Regions from separate parts of the Canis lupus genome. Here region 2 is linked to region 1. Evidence: chromatin contacts called from public Hi-C data. All regions are on one chromosome and are shown on one strand. The core of a region is the stretch at or near the end of the contact, and the rest is flanking DNA. Distances in the headings are between cores, read along the strand shown. Region 1 has its middle 240 kb from the start of HIVEP2. Region 2 overlaps HIVEP2 (transcription factor HIVEP2).

Evidence for each region. Hi-C and Micro-C count contacts between places; a contact is called where the count stands out from the background.
Region 2: a Hi-C map of blood shows a contact between it and region 1, with 2.1 times the contacts expected there. The contact joins two enhancer-like sites.

Annotation. Positions count from the first base shown.
Region 1 is chr1:34,553,781-34,560,826 of UU_Cfam_GSD_1.0, reverse strand. No RefSeq gene overlaps it. Among named protein-coding and RNA genes, the nearest start is that of HIVEP2, 240 kb to the left of the region's middle. Within about 2 kb of position 4,231, at least 2 of the 20 cell types and tissues checked have an H3K27ac peak or open chromatin away from gene starts, as enhancers often do. A contact at or near this core is called in blood, where this site is marked.
Region 2 is chr1:34,732,373-34,739,418 of UU_Cfam_GSD_1.0, reverse strand. The region is part of intron 1 of HIVEP2 (transcription factor HIVEP2); the gene reads left to right. Among named protein-coding and RNA genes, the nearest start is that of HIVEP2, 62 kb to the left of the region's middle. Within about 2 kb of position 3,063, at least 12 of the 20 cell types and tissues checked have an H3K27ac peak or open chromatin away from gene starts, as enhancers often do. A contact at or near this core is called in blood, where this site is marked.

The DNA.
Region 1 (7,046 bases), core at 2,982-5,481:
CTCTAGGCATTGGAAATATCATTCACAAAGATATAACATCATGGCAACTCCACAGCAAATTGAGGAAATGCAAACCGGTCTCTGAAATCGCAGAAGGAGCAGAAGTAAGGCAGCTAAAGGAAAACTCAGTGTCGTGCCCAAGATCGCAATTCCAAAAACCACCAAGGAGCTGACACCGATGCAAGCACATGAGGGTTTATTTACAAGCTCGAGCTTTGGTCAAGTATACTCCACACAGCAGAGCAGGGGCTTGGACCCCGAAGTGGGTTACAGCTGGGTTTTTTTATGGGCTGGTCTAGGGGATTTTCAGAAGGGATGGAGGAAAAAAATTTTTTTTCTTTCCAATATGGGGAAAGGGTGGGGGAGTATCTTCGGATCTGATATGGGATTCTCTGCCGAGGGCATTCTGAGCTTTATTGTCTTTCTGATATGAGATTCCCTGCCTAGGACATTCTGCAGTTTTTCCTGTAAAGTTCAGCTCTTATTCCCAGGGGCCTAAGATGGCTGTACTTGTGCTAATGCTAAACTTGAGGTGGAATGGCCTTAATTTTTCTCGGCCTCCACACTCGGGACGGAGAATGAGTTTAGGAATTATTTTCCAACAGTCATTGCTGTAGAAAGCATCTATGCAATGACTATTTTGATGCGGAGTAGACAGTGCATTGTGAATGGTGGAGAGGGGATATTTGAGCAAGTAGTTCAATTTACAAGGCATCACAATACTGAAGAAAAATTTTCTGGGGAGCTGCAATAAAAGACCAAAGCAACAAAGTAAAGAATGAAGGCTGTTGTCTTAGTAACCAAACAACATTGTTTTCTTACCTGATAGAAATGGTAAATTAATTGTGACCCTCAATTGTGAGAGATACCTTTAGGCTATGTAGGTATTTCTACCTCTCTAGGGCTCTCAAGAGGCCCCTTCACAAAAGAAAGGTAATTGCAGAGTGACAGAAGCCATACTAAAAAACAAGAGTTTTATTAGTTCTCTGTTTGTCCATCCCAGAGAGGGAAGCCAGTGGCCTTCTCTGTGTGCTGCTCTGGGGAATCCCTAACTTGGGTTGGGGAAATGGACTCATGATCTAACACTGGACTCACCTGTTGGTGAGCCTTTTATTTGACTCTTACGGTTGTTTTTGAACATGTTTCACATTCAAGAAACAGAGGGAATAATATAAGAAACTTAGAGGACCCTGACTAAGGAGGGAAGGTGCTCTGATTTCTGCCTTCTCTCTCCCGGCGAGTTTGGGCAAGTTATTTGAACTTCCTAAGCCTTGGTTTTGTCCTTCCTATTCCTTTTTTTTTTTTTTTAAGATTTTATTTATTCATGAGAGACACAGAAAGAGGCAGAGACATAGACAGAGGGAGAAGCAGGCTCCTTGAAGGGAGCTCAATGCGGGACTTGATCCCAGGACCCCGGGATCACACCTTGAGCCAAAGGCAGACGCTCAACCATTGAGCCACCCAGGCATCCTCCATCCTTCCTATTCCAATGAATAGGAATAATAATCCTTAATTAAGAGATTAAATGAGGCAGTGAACGTCAGGTTCCTAGCACATAGTAGTAATTCAGTAAATGGCAGGAATTCTTCTTGACTCAATTTTTCACAATTTTATAAATAAAAGTAAATAATAAGAGGGAACATGAAACTTTTTTTTAAGACTGATTCAAGGGGAGGGGGATCCCTGTGTGGCTCGGCTGTTTGGCGCTTGCCTTTGGCCCAGGGCGTGATCCTGGAGTCCCTGGAGTCCCGTGTCGGGTTCCCTGCATGGAGCCTGCTTCTCCCTCTGCCTCTCTCTCTCTATCTCTCTCATTCTCTCTCTCTCATGAATGAATTAAAAAAAAAAAAGACTGATTCAAGAGTGAAGGCAGGAAAGAAAAATGCCTTTTTAATATTTGGGAAAGGATATAACATGAAACACTGATGTTAAGAGGAAGCATCCATTCATTACCTTCACGCTTGCTCTAAATGCTCTTGACTCAATTTGGTGAAGCTTCATTTCATGTTGGAATACACGGAGTCAAATTTCTCTCCTTGAAGAGTTTGGTGATTAGCCTTGGCACAATCACTGAATGCCATGATATGGAGTTCTGTGAACAAGTTCTTCAGGTTCAATAGGGAGTTGAGATCATCCAAGATGCCCTGACTTCAAACAATCTCAAAACTTCTTCAGTACCATTTTATGTCTTTTAGAATCTAGTAAACAAAATCCCTAACTCTATAATGTGCTCAGGTAGTTTGTAATAAGAAAAGAGCTTTCCTGTTAAATTTAACAGTTTGCATTGAAAATAATCTTGGGAATGAACATGTACCAGTCCTTGTCTTTTTCCATCGGTAGCAATATATACATTCCCAAGCAGCCTGGATAATGTTGATCTTTTACATTTTTTTTTCTTAAAATTTATTTTGTCTTTTTCATAGTTGTTGTAACAGTTGCTTATTGAGAAGTAAATGTCAGTTAGGAAGGAGTCATTTGCTAATATATCTAGTTGAATGGGACTTTGAGAAGACGAGGGCTTCGAATTGCCTGTTGCTCTTTTTCAGCCTGTATGAGGTTTCTGTAGCTGTTAAAACAAATTACCACAAACTCAGTAGCTTGAAACACTACAGTGTTATTATCTTATGGTTCTGGAGAGCAGAAGTCCAACACAGGTCTCTTTAGGGTAAAATCAAGGTGTCTGACAGGTCTGGGCTGCTTCTGGAGGATCTAGGGGAGAATATGTTTTCTTACCTCTTTCAGCTTGTAGAGGCCACACTCCTTGGCTTACAGCTTCTCTCTCCATTGTCAAAGCTAGTTATGTCACATCTCTATTACCCCATTGCTCTTTGGTCACAGCTGGGAAAGGTTTTCTGCTTTTAAGGACCCATGTGATTAGACTGGACACACATGGGTAATCTAGGCTACTTTCCTTACCTCTGGAGCCTTAACTGAATCACACCTGCAAGGTCCTCTTTGTCAGGCAAGTAACACATTTGCAGGCTTCAGGAATTAGAATGTGAGCATCTCTGTGTGTGGGGTGGGGGTGGTAGTGGCAATTCTGCCTACCTTAAAAGAACAAACGGAATTAAAATTCTGGCAAAAATTGCACAGGGAACTTCTAAGTGTTATCTTCACTAGAGAGAGTTTGGAGGTGGCTTTTAGAGAAAACAAGACTGTGGGTCCTTGATTGAGTTCTGTGGACAGAGCTCAGCCTTTATATGTCATAAAGGCTATTACATGGGAAGTGGGGTTCTCCTTCACACTCAAGACATTCTCTTCAATTGCCCTCCAAGGATCTTGGAAAGAATGAGAGAGTGTGAATGATTTGGCAAAGGTCCAAGGAATGGGGTCTTACCTAAGAAAGTCCCCAGACCGTCTGGACAAGTAAGGAAGTCTAGGCAGCTTCAGAGATGGCCTTTCCTGAGAGGGATGGGTTTGCCAGAAAGGATGAATATCTTGCTTCTGGCAATCTCATCATGATGGTAATGGAAACAGGACAGTGTAGCTCTGATTGGATTAAAGAACTGTAGGCAGCTGCAGAAGCTCCAGGAATGGGTAGAGGCAGTGACCCCACCCCTACCCCCACTGGGCCTCCAGCAGGCAGTGTGGCCATGTGGGGATGGTGCTAGAGTGGTTGAGTCTGTCTCAGTGAGGCTGATGCAATTGGCCTTCTTAGAGCCTGAAAGCATCTGGACCCAGAGGTGACTGTTCTCTTCATGAAAGTAATATGTTGAGCATGTTCCAGGATTTTTCCTGTGTTCTTCTCTCCAGCACACCTTCTCATGCTGCAGATGAGGAGGTTAATGAGCAGAGTAGAGCTGGGAGTGAGGAAAGAGGAAACTGAGGGGGTGATGGGCTGGCCTGGGTGGTGTAGAGTGAGTTCATAGCTCATCCCTCCACAGCCAGTGATCTAGGACAGACGCCCTTTCCAGGGGCCAGTGGGGTTTGAGCAGGATCCTGAGAGAGGAAGCAGATCAGTAATGGCAATGATGATCAACTGCAAACAGGGCAGGGAGGAGGCAAGTTAATCAAAAGAGGTGGTTGGGGGCACCTCCTCATCTTGGAAAAGTAGAGGCAGTCTTGTGTCAGAGAGGGTCTTTACTGGCTGTTAGTATCGCCTAAATTATCTGCCGAAATTATTAGTGTTAAATCAATGAATGGAGAGAAGAGGAAATTGCTGAGAAGGTGTAGGCTGAGGTGCTGTGACTTTGTTAAATGAACATTTGTTAAACAGAGCCCTGGGGTGCTGGATGGTGAGCCACAGGTTCAGCAGAACACCACAAGGGAATTGAAATAGAGAAGCTGATTACCCACAGGTCCTGGAGGAGGTACATGGCATGCCTCCAGGAGCCACAGGGGGATGGGTGAGGCAGGGTGTAGGCAGAGCATGAGGCAGGACCTGGGTTTCATGTCTTTAGGAGGGTCGGGGGGTGGAATGCTTTGGAGTTGCCAGGCTAATGCCGGTCTGGTCTATTCAAGCCAGAAGGAGCCAGGTTTTGGTAAGATTCATGGGGCTCTCCTCTAAGGGATACACAAGGGGGAGGCCGTGGGAGGTGGGATAGACTATTTATCACCAGCGTGGTTGAGGGAGTCACACCAGGAACTTTCATTTACTTGTGGCCCTGAGAGCTATTTTGTCTAGGGCACATGCTTGGAGGAGGGGCTAGTGTCAGGCAGCTCAAGACCCTCAGGCCACTTGGCCACACAGAATGGATGCCAAGGCAGAAATATTATAGAGTAGTTTAGTTAAACTCTCAACATGAAGGCTATTGAAAGGGGATTGAATCCAAAAGGTCCTAATTTGTGCCTTTGGGGAAGCATACTATAGCAGACGTGCAATTATCTTTGTTTTGTTGTTGTTTGCAGCAGTCACAATTTGCAGAGTGGCTGCTTCATTTCAGGCACTGTGATAAAGTACATAGACTTAGAATTCAAGTAGCCTGTGTTCCAATCCCAGTACTGCCACTTATTGTTAGTATGACACAGAGCAACCACCCAAACCGCACTTTCCCATCCAAAAAATAGGTATAATATGATATTTTGTAGAGATGTCATGACTAAATGAGCTGATATATTTAAAATGGTTGGTGCAACGCATGGCTCTTCACAATAAAAAATGCTAGCCAGCCTCATGGGCAGCCCGGGTGGCTCAGCGGTTTAGCACCACCTTCAGCCCAGGGCCTGATCCTGGAGACCTGGGATTGAGTCTCATGTCGGGCTCCCGGCATGGAGCCTGCTTCTCCCTCTGCCTGTGTCTCTGCCTCTCTCTCTCTCTGTGTCTCTCATGAATACATAAATAAAATCTTTAAAAAAAAAAATGCTAGCCTCTTTTTTAAAAAGTATTATTTCATAGGTAAATATTTTATAGACTTACTTTCAGTAGAATATTATCATATATGAATATCTCAAGGTGAATGGGTTTATTGAACAAGGCCTTACCTGGCAGAGCTTTGATAACAAAGCATAAGAGGAAAATTTGATTCTGGGTGAGAGAAGGGAGAGACTGATCCCAAGTAGGGAACATTAAGAATATGCCCCATGATTGGCCTTGGGGATCCTGGGGCCTACACTACTGATACAGGAAGGCTTAGCTCTTGTCTCATGGAGTCGAAGAATGAATCTCGAGGACAACAGAGAGTGAGTAAAGCAATAGAAGTTATTAAGCAAAGATACAGAGAAAGCTCTCAGAAGTGAGAGGGGTCCCTGCCACTGAAGGCTTGTAGTGAGAGTCTTTTATTGAGAACTGACTGGGAAGCTTGTGGCCTTGAGATTCTTGTGCTGTCTTGGTTTGAGGTAGGACTGGTGATAACATCTTTAATGGCTTACTTCTTCTTTGGGGTCTGGTTATTCTTTGTTGGTCACAGATGACTGTCATAAAGAGACCCCCTCCCCGCCCACACCTAGGGCAGGGTGGTCCAGCTTGCTTCCTTATCTCTGGTTTACTTACACCTTGGAATTTTTGGGATTTCTGTGAGCCTGATTCCGTAGCCCCCTACCTAGCCCTGCCTAGGCCTGTTTGTCCCTAACTCACTATGAAGCACTGAATACTTTATGGTACAGAACAGTCGAAGTATACTAATCATACAATAGAGACTGCTATCTAGAACTCAGCAATGTAACAAAATTCTGGTTCCCAATGTGTGAAATCTAATTGTGTTTGCTTCTGAAATAAAAAAGAATCCCGGTTGAGGACCTCCACTAAGCAGTTCTACAACGTCTGGTGTCCTTCAGCTTTAAGATAAAAGTGTAGGGCAAAAAGATCTCTAATGTTCCTTCTGTGTCTAACATTCCAGGACTCTAAAATAATGCTAGGGCCAATATTATGTATTTCTTTTTATAGGAGTTCTCTTTGCCTGGGGAGAGCAAGACCATATGCCAAAAACATTGTGTAAGTCAGGTCAATTAAGAAGGATTGCTCCTTCAGTCTTGGGTTTGCTTCAGCAAATCTTTAGAGCTGGCTCTTTATTTATAACTCTGTAGAGGACCAAAACAACCCTACATCTGACTAGGGTGTGGAGAAGCAAAACATAGTTCAGATGCATTCCTAAATCATGAATTTTTCTCATTGACGTACACACCATCACAGACAGTGCAGCTGCATGTCATAGATTTTTGGGGCTTGATTATAAACAACCTTCGACAGACATCCCTGAGAGAATGGCGAGGAAGTTGTCCCTGTGACACAGCTGATTCTTCTCCTCCACAGAACTGAGGCTAGCGATCTTAAGGACAAATATCAGCACCAGCCCCAGAGCCTAAGGAATATAGGTTGTTTAGGGACTGATTGAAAATCAGTCCTTAACATTCCTCATTTCTACATGTCAAGGAATGCCAAGACTTGGAGCCAGGCATTCATAACATTTAGGAATTATATCCTGTTTATTTGGATGCTTGGTATCAGACTTTCTCTCGACCCGGTGCTCCAATACTCTCAGACACTGTCCTTTAGCTTCTGGAACCTTCCAATCAGCTCTAGATTCCCTAGTCAACTGCTACCAGAGTCTTACAGTTCATTATCCTATCTCCCTACAACCCACTCCAAATTTAAACTGAAAGATTATTTATAA
Region 2 (7,046 bases), core at 1,814-4,313, 180 kb before region 1:
TCATGTGGGTGTGTTGCATGGTGGGAAAGGGTGAAGACAATGGCTTAATTGACTACAAGTCATAAAATGTTCAGAAAGCAATCATAACTGTTAAGTGGAAAAGTCTGCTGTTAAACAATGAGACATTTTAAGTATGTGATTAAATAAATTAAAAATAAACAGAATCCTGCAATAATATTGAGACTGGAAGGGAGAATTAACCTTATAGTCTGAATGGAATGGGTCTGTCCTAGGCTGGGCCCAGGATAGTGAACCAGGGATGCATTTTCCCTTTTTTTTAATAGAGCCACAGCATTCAAAAAGATTTATTATCCTGGTATTCTATAGTGACATAGAGGGAGGATATAAATATGGCTTTTAGAAAGAGCCTAATGTTGAAAAAGCAGATTTTTTTTTTGCTACATTGTCTTCAGTGATGCTCCCCAAACCAACCCCAATGAAACCAATGATTCTGTCCAGATCATTAAATAATCTGGTCCTAATTTAGTAAACAGGTGATTGTGCTGTTTAATATTTCTAAAAGATAAAAGTTAGCACTGCCCCTTGACATAGTTTTTGGCATTTCTTAATATCAAGCAGTGTTTAGCTTCTTTGTTGCAGCAGAAAATAATATCACAGACTTAACTAATTATAATGGTACCACAGGTTCTACTCTAGGGTGAGGAAGTTCCATTTTCTTTAAAAGAAAATCAGTTGTGCTGGTGATAGTAAATTTTAACAGGCATAGAATTACCAAAACCAGGAGTGCTGATGGAAATAATTTCTTATGGAATTCAATCTGTGATCTCTGTATTGATAGGTTATGTCTGTGCAATTTTAAACAGTGCCAGCTTTGGAGATAGGCTTTGTTTTGAAATTATCTGAGGTCCTCAATTCAGACCTGACCATCATAGATCACTATGACAGAAGGCTGTCAAATGTATGATGCACGATGAAACCTGATTATTTCTGGGTGCCCTGTCTAGTTTTTGAGCTATTTAAAAACATGAGCTTCTGTAAATTTCATGAAACATTTTTGGTCTCTGAGTCAGTTAAGTACATTCTCTCTTCTTCTGCAAATACAAATATGTCTTATTATCTTGTCTGTTTGATTTTTTTCCCCTTAAAAAAATTGTTATTTTCTTGGGATGCATGGATGGCTCAGCAGTTTAGCGTCTACCTTTAGCCCAGGGTGTGATCCTGGAGTCCCAGGATGGAGTCCCACATCGGGCTCCCTGCACGGAGCCTGCTTCTCCCTCTGCCTATGTCTCTGCCTCTCCCTCTGTGTCTCTCATGAATAAATAAATAAAATCTTAAAAAAATAAAAAAAAATTTCTTTATGCATTTTCAAAAATGAATAATGAAACCTTATGAAATAAAATAGACCCTAGATTTAATTTGTTTTATTATTCTACCTTTTATGTGAATAATTAATTGCAGAGCTGTTGATGGTTTTTACAATATTTGTGAGTGGGTAAGGTAAAGTACACGTGTGTTTCTTCAAAATTGCCTTAGCAATGCTCAACTAGAGGGCACTAGTGAACATTTCCGCTTAGATTCTTTAAACTAGGCCACATACTGTTGACACATATGCACAGGAGAGAAACGTGAATGCTTTGCGAAATCTTAGTACTAAAAATAATTTTCACTTGTATTTATAGCAGTGTTATCATACTTGAGGAAAGTGATGTAGAACCTATCAGTATAGGAAGAAAAATGTCATCTGGTTACTGTTGCTGGAAGTGTACCCTGTAGAATAAAGCCCTTACATTTGTCAAAAGTTATGGCAATGTTGCTAATAGGTATTTGCCAATTTTGGGGGTAGGATAGTTAGTATTATTAAGCACCGAGATAAATTCTCTCACAGAGAGATGTTCCATAGCTAGTACTTAACTGGGTAACAATGTAAATCTGTCCACTATTAGGAAAGGATTTATAATGAAGACTAACAAGTAGGGTATGCAAGTTCGGGGGCAGAATTTTGGGTTATGTCATAGACAGTTGCCTTTATTGTTCATTGTGTCAGCACATTTGCTTAATGGAGACCATGAAGGGAACATTTTTATATATTCAAATATTAAAATGTGCAAAAATCCAACATTTCTAATATGAAAGCTATGTGAAAAGCCCTTTCTATGCAGGGTAACTATGCATATGTTTGAGTGGGAGGAAAAAGAGAACAGATGACTTGAAACTATTAAAATTGTTACACATGTAAAAAGTTAGTTTCCTCATAAAATAAAAAACCAGGATTTCAGTCTTAGTTACCATGTTACTTGTCACTCAATTAAAATATTTGTACATAGCATTTCGTTGATTCATTGATTCATTCGCTTATGTGGCAAACAGTAATAATGCCTACTATGTGTAAGATACATAGTAGGTGTCTCTAATGCATGTGATCATTATTTCCATAAGGGATCAGACCAATACGGGAAAAACATAATTGTGAATACGGCATGCAGAAGGTCAGTGAAACATATAATTAAGCTTCGCTGTCCTTAGAAACATGTTTTAAAAGGATATAGAAGCAGAACTGCAATATGTGTTATTTTCCTAACATCGATTTGGAAAGCAATGGATGTTGTTTTTCTTTGGGCCAATTATCAAGGTTTGGAGAGCTTGCTTTTTAAAAAAAAAAAAGGAATTGTTATATGAGGGAGGACACAAATAAAAGAGATTACGTGGCATTTTATAAGATAGTTGGTGGTTCCGTTTAATGCTTGTAAAGTCGTGTTAAAATTTACTAAACTAAAATTTACTAAGTTATTGCAGGCACTTATTTAAACCAGTGATTTGTGGTTTTGTCTGTTGAGGAAGCTTAAAACTTCAACTCTATCCAGCCATTAAACTGCAGCACGTTGACTTCAGGTCTCTTGTAAGAAAGTCTAAATGTAGGCTGTTGAATAATCCCTTTGAGGGCCCTGTAACTATTTTTATGCCTGGATATGCGTCATCAGTGGGTATTTTCTCTGGTGACTTGCTTACATCAGGTCTCCTACCATACATTCTATCAGTGAGTGACTTATGATTGATGGGAACCACGGCTGTTGTTTAGCTTTATCTGTGACCTCAGCGAACGGACAACAGGAATTTCCAGGCTGTTAAATTCTCTGAATGCTTGAAGACAGGGGCTCACGGTGTTGATCCAGGCAGGTAGCAGAGTGCTATTATTCACCAGCGGATGATGGGAGGAGGGACGAGAGAAGAAAGGGGAGGGAGAAGGAGGGGAAGGGAGGGGGAATTCCTTTTGTGAACAGCAGCAGTTCTGGCTCAGCTGGTTCCTTAGCCCGAGAGGCTGTGTGTGGGGAAAGGTGCACCGCCGGGACCGAAGCCCAGGAAGCGGACAGTCAGAACCTTGCTGTGGAGGCACCAGGGGCTCTGCGGGGTTGGCGGGGAAGGCACCGAGTTCTCTTTAATGAGTTGGGCTTTTGTTTCTCAAATCAGCTAGCCAGATTCCATCGGCGAGAGCCTGGGCTGTCAGGAACCCGTGTAGCACTAGGGGCTCTGAACCGAAAGGTGTGCCAGCGTTCGTAGAGATACGTGGGAATCTGTGCTGTCTTTCATCGGGATATGTTTGGAGGGGATTCTGAAAGTTTGCCTGCACCTCACATCGACATGCTTTGGGGAGTAGAGCTGGGCACCAGTGGATGCGCGTGGAAGGGATTTTAACTGTATTCACAACGTTTTCGCATTTTCTTCTGTTTCCCCATGTCTTTCTTACACCTGTGAGAGTGAGGCTCCTGAACTCTCTATGGAGATTGATTCACCAGCCTGTCAGCAGCAACATTTGCTTCCCCATGCGGGAATCCATCTCCTAAACTTTTTTTCCTAGTCCTGTCTTCCTGTCTCCTTCTTTCCTGCCTCTTTCTCTTTTCATCTCCTCTTCTCTCTCTCTCTCTCTCTTTCCCTGATGGTGCTTTGTTTGCAAAAGTAGTTCTTAACCTTGTGCTAAGTTAGAGAATAGCAGGTTCTATTTAGATGGGCTGAGGTACACACGTGAGTCAAACCAACTCTGCTTTGCCTGTGTTTGCAGGCTATCCTTTCAGCAATGATTTTGTTTTTTAAATGACAATTATACAAAATTAAAACACTCCTTTTAGTGTAAAGCAATTACAACATTTAAGCATTTAGGCAAAATTGGTTTTCTGATCTTTTAAGACTATTTCTTTATGGAAAAATAACATTGATTAATTTGGCTTTAGCTAGTCTTGTTCCTTTTTTTTTTTTTTTTAATTTCCTAGAATGAAGGCATAGCTCCTTGATGTACAGATTACCAAGGCTACTTATCACTGTAACTAATTTCTTAATGGCTTGCCTCCTAGGAACCAAATTCAGAAATACATCCCAGAGCCTAGGACCCTAAACCAGGTGCTGTGTGGGGTAAATAAGCCCTAGTGGAGGGATTTTTGTCTCTTTTTGCCTCTTACAATTCCACTGAGTGGGCATGGGCATACATAATTCCTTTTATAGCCTCATTTCCAATTAGCTATCCTAATGGTAAAAATCTATCCAACGATCTAGTCATATTGTTTCAATTTTTGACATTTTAAATTCAGATGATTGAGGGAGAAAGAAAAATGAGTACCACTATCAACCTCACCTACAAAAAACTTTCTTTTCAAACACTTGCTTTTTGAATAAGCAGTATGACTCATGACAAGCAATTTATAATTTGAAATTGCAAGTTTAAAATTAAGTTTCATGAGTTTTGAGTCATTAGTTGTTGAATGAATTTAGCCCTTTTAATGTATCTAAATAGAAAGAAATCACTAAAATTTTGGTAAGATCCATTGTTTATGTTGATTTCAGCATACTGTCCCCCAGGAGCCATTGGTAACTTGTTTTATTTTTATAAGAGTAACATTATATGAAAAAGATACATTTGGGGGTTAGTTCAGATGTTAATATTCCTTTTTGCCATGCACTGTAGGGGATGTTATTAGAAGCTATAAAATTCTTCACCTTCTCTTTAAAAAGTATGTATGCTTTTATGTGGAGGAGTGTGAGAGCAGAACCAAACGTGTAGGAGGGCTATGTATTCTTCATTAAAAATATATTTCACAAAAGATTATAGTTTGTGTGGGAGGGAAATCGCTGCTTGTCTGTTGATTGCATTGTGCTTATTCTGTATAAGAACTATTTGAGTGTAGTCAGGATAACCTCATTTTGATAATCTGATGACTGCTTCTGCAGGGAGAAGAGAATATAATTTCAAGGCTGCATGCTGATGGGCAATGGTAATTATTCTCCTTTGGCAGAGCTTAGCATGGAATCTGCTTTGGTATTTTTATAACTACATATGCAAATCTTTTCTTCCAAACCTTTTTTTCTCTCTCCCCATGTGCAGAGCTTTTGTAATCTTCAAGACTGTGAAATCCTAAAGGTGTAGTAATATCTAATGACATCAGTGTATGATGATGTGTAAACCTAAGTTATAGCAAAATCTTGGCTTGAAGTCTTTTTGTTAAAGCAAATCCTTCACTATAAGTGAATTTCACTGTATACTTGGTTTCTATGGAGACACTTTTATTAATTATGGATAATCAGACTGTTCAAATGTAGTATGAATGATTGGTGTATCGACTTTGGTCAGAGAAGCTGATAGACTTTCCTGGTTAATATGTTATCCTTTAACTGAGATTTCTATTATGTTGTAGGGCTTACAAGGGTGATGCAGACACTAAGTGTCTAAAACACTAACACTGAGGTGATATGATACTTAATTTTACCTTCTCGTAGGTATGTTGCTCTAGTATTACATAAGGATAAAAGAAACCCCCCAAATCACCTACAATTAGGATAATACCTAATTGATAGTGTCAGAACAATTGAATGACCCACTTATAAGGCTCCTTCTGGGAGGGTGTAAAAATATTTCATTTGGTAAATGATTCTCTCCTACCTATGTAACTAGGTACATTAATAGCATTGAAGGATTCCTTAGTTTTATGAATTCTTCTCAGTGATTACTCAAGTTTTAAAAACTTTTATATCTTACTGTCATCATTTACAGATGAAGATTATGAGACCTCATAAACCGATGAGCCTTATACTCAAAACACATTGTCTTGATGTAGCTAAAGGACACGCCTCCCCTTGGAGATTATCTGTTGGGTTTTAGGAGCTGGAAGGCTCTAACCTCCTGTGTGCCATGTCAGGAGAGAGGTTGGTGATTCTGGGCTCAGTCCTCCTGCAGCCCTGATAATGCAAACAAAACTGCTAATTAGTTAGGGCAATGTTTGCAGCTTTGAGTGTGTTGTCTTAATCTTCTTGTGACAGAAGTTGGCAGCGTCCCTCAGTGACTGATGCGTGGATCCACCGTGAGGTGCTCAGATTTCTACAACAAGATGTCATCATTTGAGTCAGCAGCGTAGAAGTCCGTCCCTGTGGAATGGTGGCAAAGGGAAGAGCTTTCATAGAATAGAAGACTGGGAGCTCAGGGGTAGAAGAAAAGCCGTGTGTAAACAACGGTGGATAGAGATAGATGCATTTGTAGTGGAAATATTTTACTCTACTCTTTTCACTTAGTCTGGAAGAAGACATATTTTCTATAAAAGAAAAATTTGTGTGGGTCTAACTGTTCTGAAAGCAAGACCTTAGTGGCCATTTTCTTTAAAATGCAAATGATGGATCTCAGGTCCAAGAATTTTCATCGGAGGCATTCTTCTAACTTACTAAAGTTACATGAGGCTGTCTGGTTGCTTCAAAACTAAAGGATGGGTAGGAATCTCTTCTAAGCACATTTGTGGGGGAATTCTTGCCTTGTGTCAGGCAGATTGCTATAATTATCTACACTCATTTTCTCAAATTCCCATGTTGCAGAATATTATTTTACACATTTTCCCCCTTTCTAAACCATTAGATTTTTTCTTACTGGACATTAAAAAATTCTTAACATGAAGATTTATAGATATTTAAATAAGTAATTGCCCACAAGTGCCTCATTTTGTGTAAAATCACAAACTGACTCCTGTGGGTAAGGTCATATTGAAAACGGTTTCCTTCTATTATGTAGGTTAGTTTTATGTGCGTTGAGAGGTATTCATAAGACCACATAGCATAGT